Regions from separate parts of the Drosophila melanogaster genome. Here region 1 is linked to region 2. Evidence: chromatin contacts called from public Hi-C data. All regions are on one chromosome and are shown on one strand. The core of a region is the stretch at or near the end of the contact, and the rest is flanking DNA. Distances in the headings are between cores, read along the strand shown. Region 1 holds the start of lncRNA:CR43627 (long non-coding RNA:CR43627). Region 2 overlaps CG42540.

Region 1 (6,513 bases), core at 1,280-3,779, 350 kb before region 2:
CACAATGTGACTGATGTTTACTGCCATTTGGCTATTGTCACAAAGTTTGCTCATCGGGCTTATGACTTAGAACAGGCCATAAACCGATTTGTGAATGCGTTTTTATGCAGAATTCCCAGTATTTTTGTCTGAACGGAAACCGCAAACTGTTTGGCAACAGTCGAGTTCGTGTTTTCCCAATAAAAGGCAAGAAGGCAAAGGTGAATACGAAGAAATGAAAACTTGACCACAATTCCAGTTCGAAATGCGGCCAGCTGAGAGCCGCAGTCCTGGCCGAAGGATCAACCCAATTTTGGGTGTACTTTTTTTTTATTGCCCAAACAAAAAACCATTTCGCACTTGTAGGGAAAGGGAGAAAAACCCGCTCAAATCGAGGCGGCATTATTAATAACCTTTTCGGTGCCAACCAATCGAAGCTGGCGTCTTAATTAGCCCACAGCAACTGACAGGACAGCTGTCCTGCGACCACATCTGCACATCCTGGCACAGCCGAACATGAAATGTGTCTAATGAAGTTCTCCGGTGATTTATGGCCGAAGTATTTCCGCTGGCTCCACAACTCCATCTCCGACTCCATTCGAACCTACGGCTCCAGCAGGACCTGCGACGATTAATAGATGTCACTCAATGCGGACGAAGGACGGGCGCCAATTTCCGAAAACTAGCAGCCTCGAGAAGTGTCCCGACTCCTTGCAAGTTTTAATGGCCCCGCCTGGTGGCCAGGACATGGGCCGAGTTTATTACTTTAAAATCGCTAAATGTGCCATAACAGCGGGAGAACAGCGGACGAAAGTCGGCGGTTCGCTATAAGTTGCCAGCTCATAAAAGTGCTGTTTAAGGTCTTAAATATAAATTGAAACTGCGTTGACAACTTGGCGAACGAGAAATAAAATCTGAAAGCTTTATCAGTCATTCGGATCGGAATAATAAGCCAAGTCGTCTAAACGGGCTTTTAAATTAATATAACACCAAGAAATAGCGGCGCTCTTATTCATCGGCAATTGCACTAAATAATCCCTTTACGGAGAGAACTCTCAAACACCTTGAGAACATTCGAAATAGTCAATACTAGGCAAGGGTTTTACACTGAACATAATATTGACAAATAACTACTTCTGAAATTATTAGTGAAATTTATTTTGTAATAGACCAAATATAAGTATTTCGAATTGTTTTTCAATTAAAATACTATAGCTATCTATTCTTGCAATCGAAATTACATTTATTGTTGGCTTCCAGTGAACGTGAGCCAGTCGGTCTCATGAAACGGCTGACATTCCTGCCCACGTCGTTGCCGCCTCTTCTTGGCCAACTCTTTAAGCCGCCTTTCACGCAATTTCTTTTATTATGTCGTGGACTCTGGCACTGCAGTTTGATTTTATTTTTAGCAAATAAGCCGAGGCAAATAACAACAGCGCCTGGCGTGGGCAGGCTTTGTGTAGGAGCCACCACCACCACCACTTCCACCCACACCTACGCCAAACTCCAGTCGCCCGTTTTTCCTTGGCTCCCACACCGCTGTTCACTCAACAAATGACCCGGCTGCCCTGAAGTTGCCTGGTTACGCAACCACCCACCGCCCACATTGGCAATCATTTCTACGGTCATTTGGCGTTCGCCGTGCGCGCTACTCAGCCTTAAAATTGGAAAAATGTGCTGGCCAGGATGCGAGATGGAGCTGAAGCTGGAACCGAAGCTGGAGCCGGAGCTGAAGCCCCGGCTAGATGCTCGTCGGATTTTATGACTGGCGCTAAAAATGTGCAGCGCCCGGCGGCTCAAGTGCAATAAAAGTAAAACACATTGCCAAAGCAACTTACTGCAATATTTGCGCAATATGGCAGCACAGCACTGTGGAGATCGGAGGAGGATGGTGGGCAGGGCGTCGTCCGTGGGTGCTAGACCGTATTGGCAAAGTCTGGCCGGACTGGGCTTCTGCTGCCGCTGCGTTCATTATTTATTTTATTTTATTAGAAATTATTTAGTGCTGCTGCTGAAGAGAACGGAGCAAGGGAGCCATGCCCGGATTCCATTTATTGTTATCTCAGTCATTCAACATTTGCGCTACTGAATGGAAAGGATGGAAACTGCAAGGACAACGTCAGTGCATTAAAGTTGATTAATTTTATTAGTCCTGAGACCCGATGGAAGGCCGTCCGGATTTAAGGAGTTCCACGAACGCGAATTGTTTCTTTATCAGCCGGCTAACGGCAACTGCAAATTGCGTACATTGTCGAATACCTTTGAGGCATATTTAAAATGCTCGGACGGCGGCGATGCGATTGGCGTGCGATTTTCACTTTGCGTCCGCAAATCAGGCACCGCATCATAAAAATGCATCACGAAGATCTGCCACCGTGTCTGGCCAGGATGCGATGCTGATGCACTGCGCTAAAGGATATCAGAGTTCATAAAAGGATAACTTTTGTAGGTAAAATTCAAAGAAAGAGTCATTTCCTACAATGATATTTAGTAAACAGGGCCATTTCGTTCTAATTTTTATATATTTTTTATTTATTTTCATTGAATCGTTTCTTTCAGTGGTCGGTTCTGCATTTGGCAGGCCAATTGTCGATTGTCATCGATATTGATACGGATAGGATGTGCATTATGCCGGACGGCGGACGAGAACGAGAACGGAATGTGTTTCCATTCGACGGTGCAGCCAATGAGCCGCCGGAAGCGCCAATTGCCAGTTGGCAATTGGGCGCCATTTTACTGTCCCGCCGACAACAACGGTTATTGTAATGGTAAGTGAAGTCGCCGAAAAACCTCATCATTTGTTTTAATTCGGGGATTACGATGGGAGGGACTGGGTGCGGGGTCAGAGGTCACAGTGCCGCGTTTATGCGCTTGTTTGCGCGCATTTACACCGCTCTTTAGACAGGCTTCACCCCGTTTTGGTATTTACGCCCAGCCTCCTGGCAAATGCCCCAAAAAGTATGCAACAGTCATTCGAGCTTTGTTATTTCGCCAGCCATTTGCCGTCCATTCGTTTGATGACTCCCACTGCAGTTGTGTCTGTGTGCACCTGGAAATGACCATAATTAATTGCATGTACCTGCGGCCAGGCGACTGGGTCATCATACCGGTGCCCCTTGGAGCCCACCTCGTGCCAATTAGAGAACCGCTTGGTTCTTTTGCCGCATTCCGCATTGATTGATGTGGCGGGCACAAAGAGCCCGATGGGCTAACCATCGCTGGTCCTGGCCAACTAGTCATCCCGCCCAACCGTATCGACGATCCCTCGGCGACTTCTCTTTGTTTTACAAGTTAATAACACTTGATGGCGACGCACTTCATTTGGCGCCCGTTTTCATTTAGCAAGTGAAACTTTTCCGCCCCCACCACCACCGCCACCACGGCCCATCCAATTCACTCCACTCCACCCCACTTGGCACTCGGAAGGCTCTCTTATCCGCCACTGGACTCCACACTTGAGCATTGTTGGCCATTATAATCGACGCGGTAGCGGCGCTGCCGGCAAATCGGTTTCGCATGAAACGCAATTGTCTATAATTACATTATCCAAACTATCAATTAAACCAAATTGTCAGACGGGCCGCGCCGGTCCGAGTCCGGAACTCTGCCAGACACACGCATGACGAGCACACATGTACATGCTGTGGCACTGGGAGAAATATTTCGATGGTTGTCAAACAATAATACTCATACACATAAATTTTCTCTATTTCTACATTTTATCATGCACATAACGTTACATGTTTAATATTTTTTTTATTAAAACAATAGACATGAATAATTCCGTATTAATCTAAAATTCTTTTTTTCAGTGCATGCGAGCTCTGCCCACCTCCCTACTGATACCCCAACGGCTGCATAATGGGATCTCTTGTATGTTTTTGTGATTGTTTAACAAGGCTCCTGAGTGGGTGAAAGTGTGTGTGTGTGTGTGAGTGACGGTGAGTGAGTGTGTGCTTATCCCGCCACCCATCGAATCTCCCAGTCTCACAGTTGGCAATCCCCACTGTGCACTCGTTATCCCAGAACAGCAAAGCATTTAAATAATTTCGCTGGCACTGTCGACGCTGACATCGCTGATATCGGAGTATTTTTCAAGTAATTGTTATTATAACAAACGCAAAAACAACAACAACATCCACTGGCAGTGGCAATTACATGGCAGCACCACACATTCAAACGCAGCGAAATATGGAATTCACAATTACATTTAGGCACACGAGCACTCTGCAAATACATAAGTCGCAGTTTTGGGTTTACGCGTGCGATAATAACCGGATTAAAGACTTTTGCTACTCAACTCCTTACAAGCGAAAGCTGTTGCGAAACAAAGTTATGATTGTAGTTCTAAAAAATTTTAATTTTAAGAAACTAAATATATTTATAAATCATTAGGATTGTTTTAAGTGAGTTGAGTGCATTGTTAAGAAGCTGTATTCACGATACACATTTAACACATCTCGATCTCTCGCTGTATAAACAAGAGATACTGGCATGAACTTTCGGGCAGAGTGCGAGCAAAGTTAAAATTTGTTTTGCTTTCACATTTAATTGAAATTTACGCCGCTTTGTCGGCGTCTCGCTGTCGCGACAAGCGGCGACTTTTATCATTTTAAAAGCCGCTCGAACCGCCCAACCAGCTGGCCATTCCACTTTTGAGCCACCCATTTACACAACCACCCAACCAGGAGACCGCCCGCTGGTAAGGCCGCTTCTGCTGACGGTGCCGAGGTGACTGGAGCCACGTGAAGGACCTCCTCCTTTTCGTCCTCGGCCACTTTGCTGCAAATTAAATGCATTTTGCAGCGCTCGCACGAAAGTTATTTATGTGTGTTTGTCATTTAATTTTAAAAAGTTTTCCCTGCACGAGATTTACAGCGCTCGAACGGAGGCGGGGAAAATGCCCACTTTCATTTCATTTAATTGAGAAGTTGGCAAAATGAAAGCTGCAGGTGAGCAGTGGGATTGCAATCAGTAAGAAATTTGTTTACCCCAAGCCGAGGATTAATCCAAGTCACTGCCAGTGGCCATGAGAATATGCCACAGTCGGAAAAAGTGGCCGGCAAATATGTTGTATGTTATATATAGTAAAACTGTTGTGGTCAGGTGATCCAGGGATGCGAAGGTGGTTATGATTGCAGCCAGGATGCGGCTGCTTCTCCAGTCAAGCAAACCACATGTGCCTTGGAGCATGCAGCTAAAGTATTATGTCAGGTGCACACCCGCACGGTTTTGGGCCCATATGAGAGTGGGCCTGGGTTTGGGGAGCTTAAAGGGCTCCGGCGACGATAGACGACAAACAAAAATGCAACAAAAGAAAAGTGCAATGTTTGTGGTCAAACACAAAGAGACAGACAAAGAGCGGGCAAACACACTCGGCACCCCTTCACACATTCAAAGCTCAAAATCAAACTGGCACTGTCGAAAAAGGGGGAATAATTTCAAGATAGAAATGTCAAAGGGCTGCCACTTTCAAGATGTGAGAGTGCTGTCAAATGTAAAGGACAAATTTTGAGCAACATTTTGCCTTAACTGGGAGGTTATAGAAAAATGTCTTTCTGTGAGATATGTCTCTTGGAATTTCAAAACTTTTCCTTTCAGTGCACTTTCGCTTAAAGGCCCCGGTCCAGGGTGTTTGGTCAATTGCCATGCGAGGATCGGGGCCCTTTGGGCACATTTTACGCATTTTGCGTTGAAAATTTATGAAATTTCAAAGAAGCAGCGAGGCCAATCATTGGCCGGGCCCAATCACAAACTCAGTCCAGTCTAGGTCCTGGTCCAGATCCATGCCCAATTTCAGATTCAGTTCCAACAAGGGTAGCCCAAACAAAAGGCCTGAATGCGAGAACTGGACTGAGTCAAACAAAAATGCCATTTATTTGTTAATTTACGCACACAGCATCAAATATGTGGACTCAACAAAGGCATCCCTTCTTTGGGCTTGGTCCAGGTGTGCCGTTCCAGCCAACGGGAGTGGGGATCAGGAGCTGGAAAATCTGCACCAAGAATGGAAGCCGGGTGCATGAAATCCATGGAAACTCCTGGTACGGTTTTTAAGCTGCTTGTTTGTCGGTTTGTGTAATCCGCTGCGGATGACTGCCTGTATTGGACTGTAGTGGTGGCCACCAACTTACTTGCCTCTGCCAACGGACCGTTCGGGTCTGAATGCTCAGTTTATTAGTCCACAGACAGGCGGCTAATGATGCCTGGCCAGGGTTGGCCAGCACTCAAAAAATTACGTAAAAAAGCGTTAGGAATGAGGGCTTATTTAATTTAAATTTTTCGAGCTGCATGATTTAATAATGACATTGTTCTCATTATTTCAAACACTTCACAAAGTAAATTAAAGAAGATCAAAATGGAATATTACTGCAATTATATGAAGAATGAGATTAACCAATGAGGTTTATTTTAAAGTAAAATGTTTAATCATCATCTTTAATAAGGATAGTTTAATATGCATAGTTTTGTATGCTTCACTCCTATTTTCTCTACGTGTAAATCGGTGTTCGTTTGATATTAGATCTGTTCGTA
Region 2 (7,201 bases), core at 3,404-5,903:
ACAGAGATAGAGAGACAGTGAGAGATCGGTTTGTGACTGCTTAGCAGGAGAGTGAGCAAGACAGATGTAGTAGACAGAGAGAGGTATAGATAGACAGATTATAATTTTTTTTTTGGTGGGAGGAAGTGCAATTGAGAATGTTTTTGTTGGGTTTTTAATGGGGTTCCACTTGCATTTTAAGCTACGCAAGACCTACAATTTCTGTTGCTTTTTTTCTGTGTTCCGGTGTTGCTGTCTTTGTGTGGGTGTCCTGGGACTTGAGTTTGTGTGAGTGCTGCACCCTGTGTTCAGTGAACAAACATTTGACATTCATTTCTTCATCAAGTTTTCTTTTTGGACAGACAGAGATAGAGACAGACAGTGAGTGACAAACAGAGAGGGATAGAGAGATAGTGGTGGAGAGAGATAGAGATAGAGGGGTTATGTGTGCGTGTGAGAGAGAGAGAGCCAATGCGTAATGCGTACAGTTCTTTTGTGGTTTTGCCCCGCCCCCGCCCACCAATTCGTTTTGCATATGCATATGTGGTGCTCGGCTGAACACAGAGAGCGAGACAGATAGATAGAGAGAGGTAGAATTTTCAGTTGATATGCATTCTGGCACTTTTGCTTTGAACTATTTTTTTTATTTATTTTCTTTGTTTTCAATTTTTTTTTTTTGGGTTTTCATTCCTAATTGCAGGAGACAATCAGAGCTTTAACTATGCAAATTGTAATAACTTGAAGTTAATGTTCAAAAGACATCAAAAACTAAATACGATTACGATAACGATTACGATACGATTCAAAATGAAAAGAAATCCAAAATGAAAGTGAAACGAAATGATGCGCAAAAATCGCATTTCGTATGCACTTAAAAGGGAGATTTTCGGGTGAATGTGTTTGTAAATCTGGGCTTGTATGTGTCTTTTGGTGTTTGTGAATAATAACATCGTCATCGAGATGGCTTTGGGGATTTTTTTTTCATTTTTTCTTGTTATTTTTTGTTCATCCTCGCTGCAGTGGCCTTCATGCGATTTACACAAAAAAAAAAAACCGAACAAACTCAAATGGAACATGAGAATGCTGGCGGATATGTAAAAAAAAACGAAAAAAATAATAAAAATGGGGTATTTTTGACTTTGGTGTGTGAGATTCTTTATGTGAGTGTGAGTGAGTTTGCTCCATGTGACGTCAGCAAGATGTTGAAAAAGCCAGCGGATTGAAATCGAACCAGTTACCATTACTTCTATCTTAAAATTCACTTTAGCCTCGCTTTTTTCACCGCTCCATATTTCATTTAAGTCTGCCAAGTGAACAATGAAATATGCACAGGTAAAAATGAGAAATGGGTGGGATTTTTACTGGGTTGGCTTGGGCTTGATTGCGATAAAAGATCAAGTAAGCGAACTAAAGGATGAAAAATTCCCAAAAATAAATGGAGCGCGTATCTGGATGAGACTCCTGTGTAGCACTATGTGTGTGTGTGAGTGAGGGCAAGGTGAGTCCTACCTCTGTGTATGTGTGAGTTGTGGGTGTGGGTTGAGTGCACACCAATGGCAATAATAATAAAAATTCTGCAACATTGTTCAACTTCAATACGACAACAAGTACCATACAAAGTATTTAAAATATATATATATATATAGGATACAACAAGACTACCAACAACAACAACAACGAGAGTAGAGAGAGCAATGTGTATGTGTGTGCGTTTGTGGGTGTTAGAACCACAATTTTCTCTTTCTTTTCGTTTTATAAAACAAAATGGACTGCAGCCACTCGAAATAGTAGGGAAAAACAATTAAATAAACTATATATGTGGTAAACAAAAGGGGGTTTCTTCACTTTGCACTTGATGATGCTGTTTTTGTATAAAAGTGGTTAGAAAGAGGGGTTCTTAGCTGGTTGGAAAGTGGAGATAGATACGTTAATAGATATAGATAGCCATAGACATAGATATAAATATATGATTATAGAATGTATATAGAGGGAGAGCAGGAAGACACACAGATAGAGAGGCTGCATTGGGAAGAAAATCAAAACCGAAAAAAAAACGAAACGAACGAAGAAGAAAGTAGAAACTAAAAGTAAACACCGTGACATGCGACGACAACAAGAACGAGGGGGAAAAAAGTCAAAGAAACGAGAAGACAACGTTGCGTATGCGTAATTCACGCTCCAGTTGCGCGTCCTGTATCCTTGTGTCTACATGTATGTGTATCTGGGTGTTTGTGTGGCTTTTGGTACCCATGTGTGTGGGTGTCCTGTCAGCAGAATCCACAAAACAACTCAGGTTCCGGCTGTGCTCAGCCAAGCTTCTCTTGCGGATTCCGCCAACAGTGCCCAAAATCTGTATCTTTTCATCTGTGTGATGGTGTGTCTGTGTATATTTTTATATCTTTTACTTTTGGTCAGAACACAAAACAAGAAAATGCAACCAAAAAATACACATATAAGAGTATATGTATAAATATCTCTTGTTAACAAACGTGTCGGCTGGAATAACTTGTGGCGAAAGCTAAAAGTTTAATTGGTTTCTGCTTTACTTGGCATCGCTTTAAAATGTCTTGTGTTAGCGTGTGTGTTTGTGGGTTGGAGGGGACATTTTGAAGTACATAAACTAAAAAGATTTCCACTTCTGGTTAATAAAACAACAACAACAACATCGAAGAAGGCAGCATATGTTTGTGGCTGCCACTGCAGGTTGCAACAGTTTTTTTTTCGGTATCAACCAGAACCGGAACTGCCACCGGAACTTACCTCCTGCGGTGGCACATCGTATGTGCGAGTACGCAAGTCCACACGGGCATAGGAGTCAATGCAGGGCAGGATGAAGAAGATACCTGCAATTACGGTTGAAATGCTTTAAACGCTCGTTAAGAATTACGGACTACACTGGCTAACAGGGATATAAAAATTAGAGCACCACAATAATTTATAAAAAAAATATACTTCTAAGAGACATCCTAGGTTATTCGATATAAAGACAATTTTGCTTAATTTTTTTATTAATATATTGTGAAATCGAATGTTGTTGATTTTACATGAATATCAAGATTAAATATTTTCAAGAAAATATAAACATTTTGTTGTCCTTTGTTTGTAGTGCTTCCCTTGGTCTAGAAACTTCTTCACAAAAATTATGCAAACTAGTGTCATGACTGTGGGAGAAGTTCGCCTCGATTTGGCTAATCTCTTCCTCCCTCGGAATGGGAGCACAAAAGCAGAGCACACGGACTGAGAGCCGCCCCAGAGTCGCTAATTTGGAGCAAGTGCAGCAATTAACACAAATTCATGTCGCAGGCGAGCGGCACTAAAATTTGCATAGAATCGTTACCCCACCGCTCTCCTGCAGCCCACCCCTATTTGCACCTGTGAAGCTGCAGTTCTAAGTACTCACCTGGGCCCTTGGCACCGCCCTGCATAAGACGACCCAAACGGAAGATAACCGCGCGCTCGTACTCCTGCACCACCTGCAAAATGTGGCAGGTGAGTGAAATGTTCATGAAACGAAATTGAAACTTGAGGAAATGCTAGGGTTACAAGCCTTAACTACCCTGTTAATCATAAAAACTAACTTCAAGTATAATAGAATCCAGACATGTGGTATTAACAGCTTAGAGAAGTGACTGTTAATCCTGCTGTATATAAAACTTAAAAAATTTACCTTTTATCTCCTTTTTTTTACTTTGTGTTTATATCTGAACAAAATATGCTTATCCACAAGGAGCTTAACATTTTAAAAAACTTAATCTCCATAATGCGCTTATTACTTATCATTAAAAAACTGGGTCATGGTTGCCATAGAGATTTACATAGTTTTGCTAACTTAATTTATGACAAAACAGATTTACTTGAAACTTTAATATCTGCTTAAGAAAGAGATCATTCAAATGTATATTGTTTATGATAATAGTTTGAAATAGAAATCGTTTTAGGTTTGTAAAAACATAGGTTATTCGTTTGAAAATGCTTACTTTCTATTAATATTTCATAAAATTTTTAATTAAAAGAACACTCAAAATATATGTATTTTAAATAGAAGCTTACCTTAAAGCAAACAAAGAGACTGAAGGGTAGCGTCATTATCACAAGAGCCACGGAAAGAAATATTAGCAATTTTCCGCATGTTGATGCCTTATCGCTGATTTCCTCGTCCGCTGCGAGAGAACGTGGCGAGAAAACGGGAGAATTTTCTTATAAATACATGTAACGTGGCAGAATGGAATCAAGTGCTCAAAGCAAATGCTGCAAATTAAGGCTTAAGCTATAAATTCGTTTTGTATTTTCCTCGCTTTCCTTTGGGCTCTGCTCTGCTCCGCCGAGAAAAGAGCCAAGACTGTTACATGAATAATGCGCTGAGCATCTGAAGAAAATAAGAAAAAATCCTTAAACGAAAGACCTCCGCATGGCGCATACAAAAATCGCAGACAATATGTCGGAATAAAAAATAGTGAGCAGAAAAAAAGGGCATTCTTCATTACGCAGTACTCGTATTACTTAAAGTTTGGTCAAAAATTGAAGTTTTTGAGAGGGATGGTTTTTTGGGGGGGCAACAAGTCGCCCATTTGGCTTATTGATACTTGAGACGCGCCATAATTTCGATGCGGCCCTCGTCGCGTCGTAAAAGTCAAAATGTTGTTCCCGTGGGGAGCTTGAAAAAAACTGTAGCATACTTAGGTGCGCTCACCAAAAAAGAAAAGGCGGAGACGGAAATCGAAATACAAGCAAACAAGGAGTGTGCATACATTAAAAAACGGAAATTTCTCAGTAAATACTCATAGATAGTAGTCATTATAGTTAGATAGTTAGAGATAGAGTTACACATAGAAAGTAGAGTATAGCTTTGTAACAGGTTAAAAAGTAGCTGTGTGTGTGTTTCTGTTTATCTGTTTGATTTTGGCTGTAGGATGTGGGGATCTTTTTCTGTTTTTTTCTTGGGCATTGTCCAAATTGGTGCGACTTACAATAGAGAAATCCATGTGAATGTTTTGCTTGTGTATCTGCAAGAATACGATAAATCGAACAACAAGAGAAATTAATTGGGGGGAAAGCTTTTCGGCTCGATCAGCAACTAGCCAATTGGTGTGTTTTTTTGTTAGATTTTCTGGGAGCTGGTTCTTGTGTTTCATCGTCTTTTTTGAGTGCTCGGCGATCCTGCGGGGATCTACTTAGCTGCTCCATGCCATGCAGTTTATTTTTTTGGGGGTTTTCCTTTTGGGTTAAACAAAACATGCTTCAACGAACTACGAAACTCAAAAAACTAGCTACGAACGCAAGAAAAATCATAAATTATTCATGCCACACATTTAAATGCTGTTTACGCGCTGCTGTTGCAGTTTATTTGCCTTCTGGTTTTTGGTTTGGGTTGCAGCTTTCCGTTTTCAGTTACCCGTAACCAGTTACCAGTTTGCTGGCTGCAGCTGCTGGCAATTAGCGGCACGGCACAGTTTGCATTTCAGTTTCAATTACAGTTCATTGAAAAGTTGCCACAATGCCAACACCCAGCAACGGCGACGTCAGCAAAGTGTTTTTAACGAGCTCTCACCCACTCACTTACATTCACCCAAACTCACACAGACACACACACACACAGACAAAACATGAAAAGCGACGCTGGAAAAAGGAAAACTTTGATGGGCGAATCCTAGGGCCTGGTCTAAGCCAACAAGCTGCCAAACATTCTGGGCAATTCCTCACCACCTTCAAACTCTTCGCATCGCATCGCACCGCAGCAAACTTTTATTGAAATTGATTTCAGAATAATTGCGATTTGAATGTGCCACTGGCACAGGAGTGCCAAGAGTTTTGCGCCGAGATGAAAGGATTTCAGGATCTGAGGATTTATTTGTAACGCCTAAGGCTGGTGACCGCAAACCTAATAGATTTATAGCCAAATTGCTTTAGTCAAAATGATAAAATGATGAAGGAAGAGCCGGAAAAAATGTGGCACTGAAATTGTAATTAGGTGAATGGGGACTTCTGGCCTTAATTGCATCACCTTAAGCCAGGTTTTAAGCGGGTCTTAATTGAATTTGCACACAGTTACCAAGGCTTGGCTTTTAGCCAAAGGTTTTTTTTAAATTTAGAATATAATTTTAATAATATATTTAGTTGTTGCTCCAGTGATAGGGTGAAAATCAATGATCTCTTATTTAAAGAATTAAAAATAAAAGACTTGATGTAGATAACCTTATTCGTTTCATGAGGAATGTATCTCAAATACCTTTAAATAGCTAATTTAATTATCAATTGTCAATTATCTTTAGAACCAGTCGTTTTTTCCATTAGTTACCTTCCACCCACTGACACTTTTAATCAATAAACCCCGAATTCAATATTTTATCAAGTCACCACTTTTGTTACCGACAAACGAAAGCTGATAATTATTCGAGTGCTGCTCGGTTAAAAAGCACTTATTTGGCCTCCTTTTCGACTGCGGGTTGTTTGGTTTCTGTTATTCCATTCGTGTTGACCCCAACAAACACAGAAAAAAGAGCTGAATTTACCTTAATGTACAATCTCGGAGAACAATGTGTGGTCATAATTTTTTAATGACCAGCCAACGGCTGTCCAGCTGCTCGCCGTTATCCACCACCACCCCCTTTAAGCCGCCCAGCTCGCTCCGCCCACCGCTCCCACGCCCCCTCCCTCGCACCACATCAACGCATACGTCAGAGCGCCAGCCCCTGGCAAAAAGCTTTGCTCGGGAAATAGGTCAGCTTGATGTTTCTGCTGTTCATGATGATGTTGCTGCTGCTGTTGTGGTGTTGCTGCTGCTGCTGCTGGAGGTTCTGGCGTAAGTTAAAGCAATTTCTGATTGAATTTTGCATTTCAAATGCTGGAGAGACCGAACTCTTTTTCCCGGGCCTAATGAAGCGATTAGCATGCATGTGAAATGTCTTCATCGGGCTATATATACGAGATAGACACGTATGTACAGTGTACGCCTAACCTGATTAAGCACAGATACACAAAAATAAGAGGAAACGATTGATACAAAAATCCGAATTGTGATTTGTGGCGTCTCTAATCAAATTTTGATGTGGCAAATGCAAATGCAAAAGCGAATTGGGTGGGTCTTTGGAGACCGAGCAACAAGTTTAGCCAGGCGGCTACAGTGCACACTCTCTAAAAGAGCCACCTGCAACATCAGCTCACCTCTTCGCGCCTCGGCTCGATGGATGGCCTGCTGCTGTTGCGATTGCTGCATTAGGGCATG

Evidence for each region. Hi-C and Micro-C count contacts between places; a contact is called where the count stands out from the background.
Region 1: a contact with region 2 is called in a Hi-C map of the Kc167 cell line, with 1.5 times the contacts expected there. A contact is called at or near these places in 4 of 107 Hi-C or Micro-C datasets (the Kc167 cell line, the S2 cell line, eye imaginal disc and 1 more) and 1 of 7 datasets of targeted methods (the Kc167 cell line).

Annotation. Positions count from the first base shown.
Region 1 is chr3L:4,927,154-4,933,666 of dm6, reverse strand. It overlaps lncRNA:CR43627 (long non-coding RNA:CR43627), which reads left to right and starts at 2,529. Exons shown (of 2, transcript NR_048229.1): 1 at 2,529-2,747; 2 at 3,792-4,372.
Region 2 is chr3L:4,575,698-4,582,898 of dm6, reverse strand. CG42540 reads right to left here. Exons shown (of 11, transcript NM_168095.3): 4 at 4,947-4,982; 5 at 4,030-4,139; 6 at 3,380-3,452; 7 at 2,740-2,822. Among named protein-coding and RNA genes, the nearest start is that of CG42540, 23 kb to the right of the region's middle.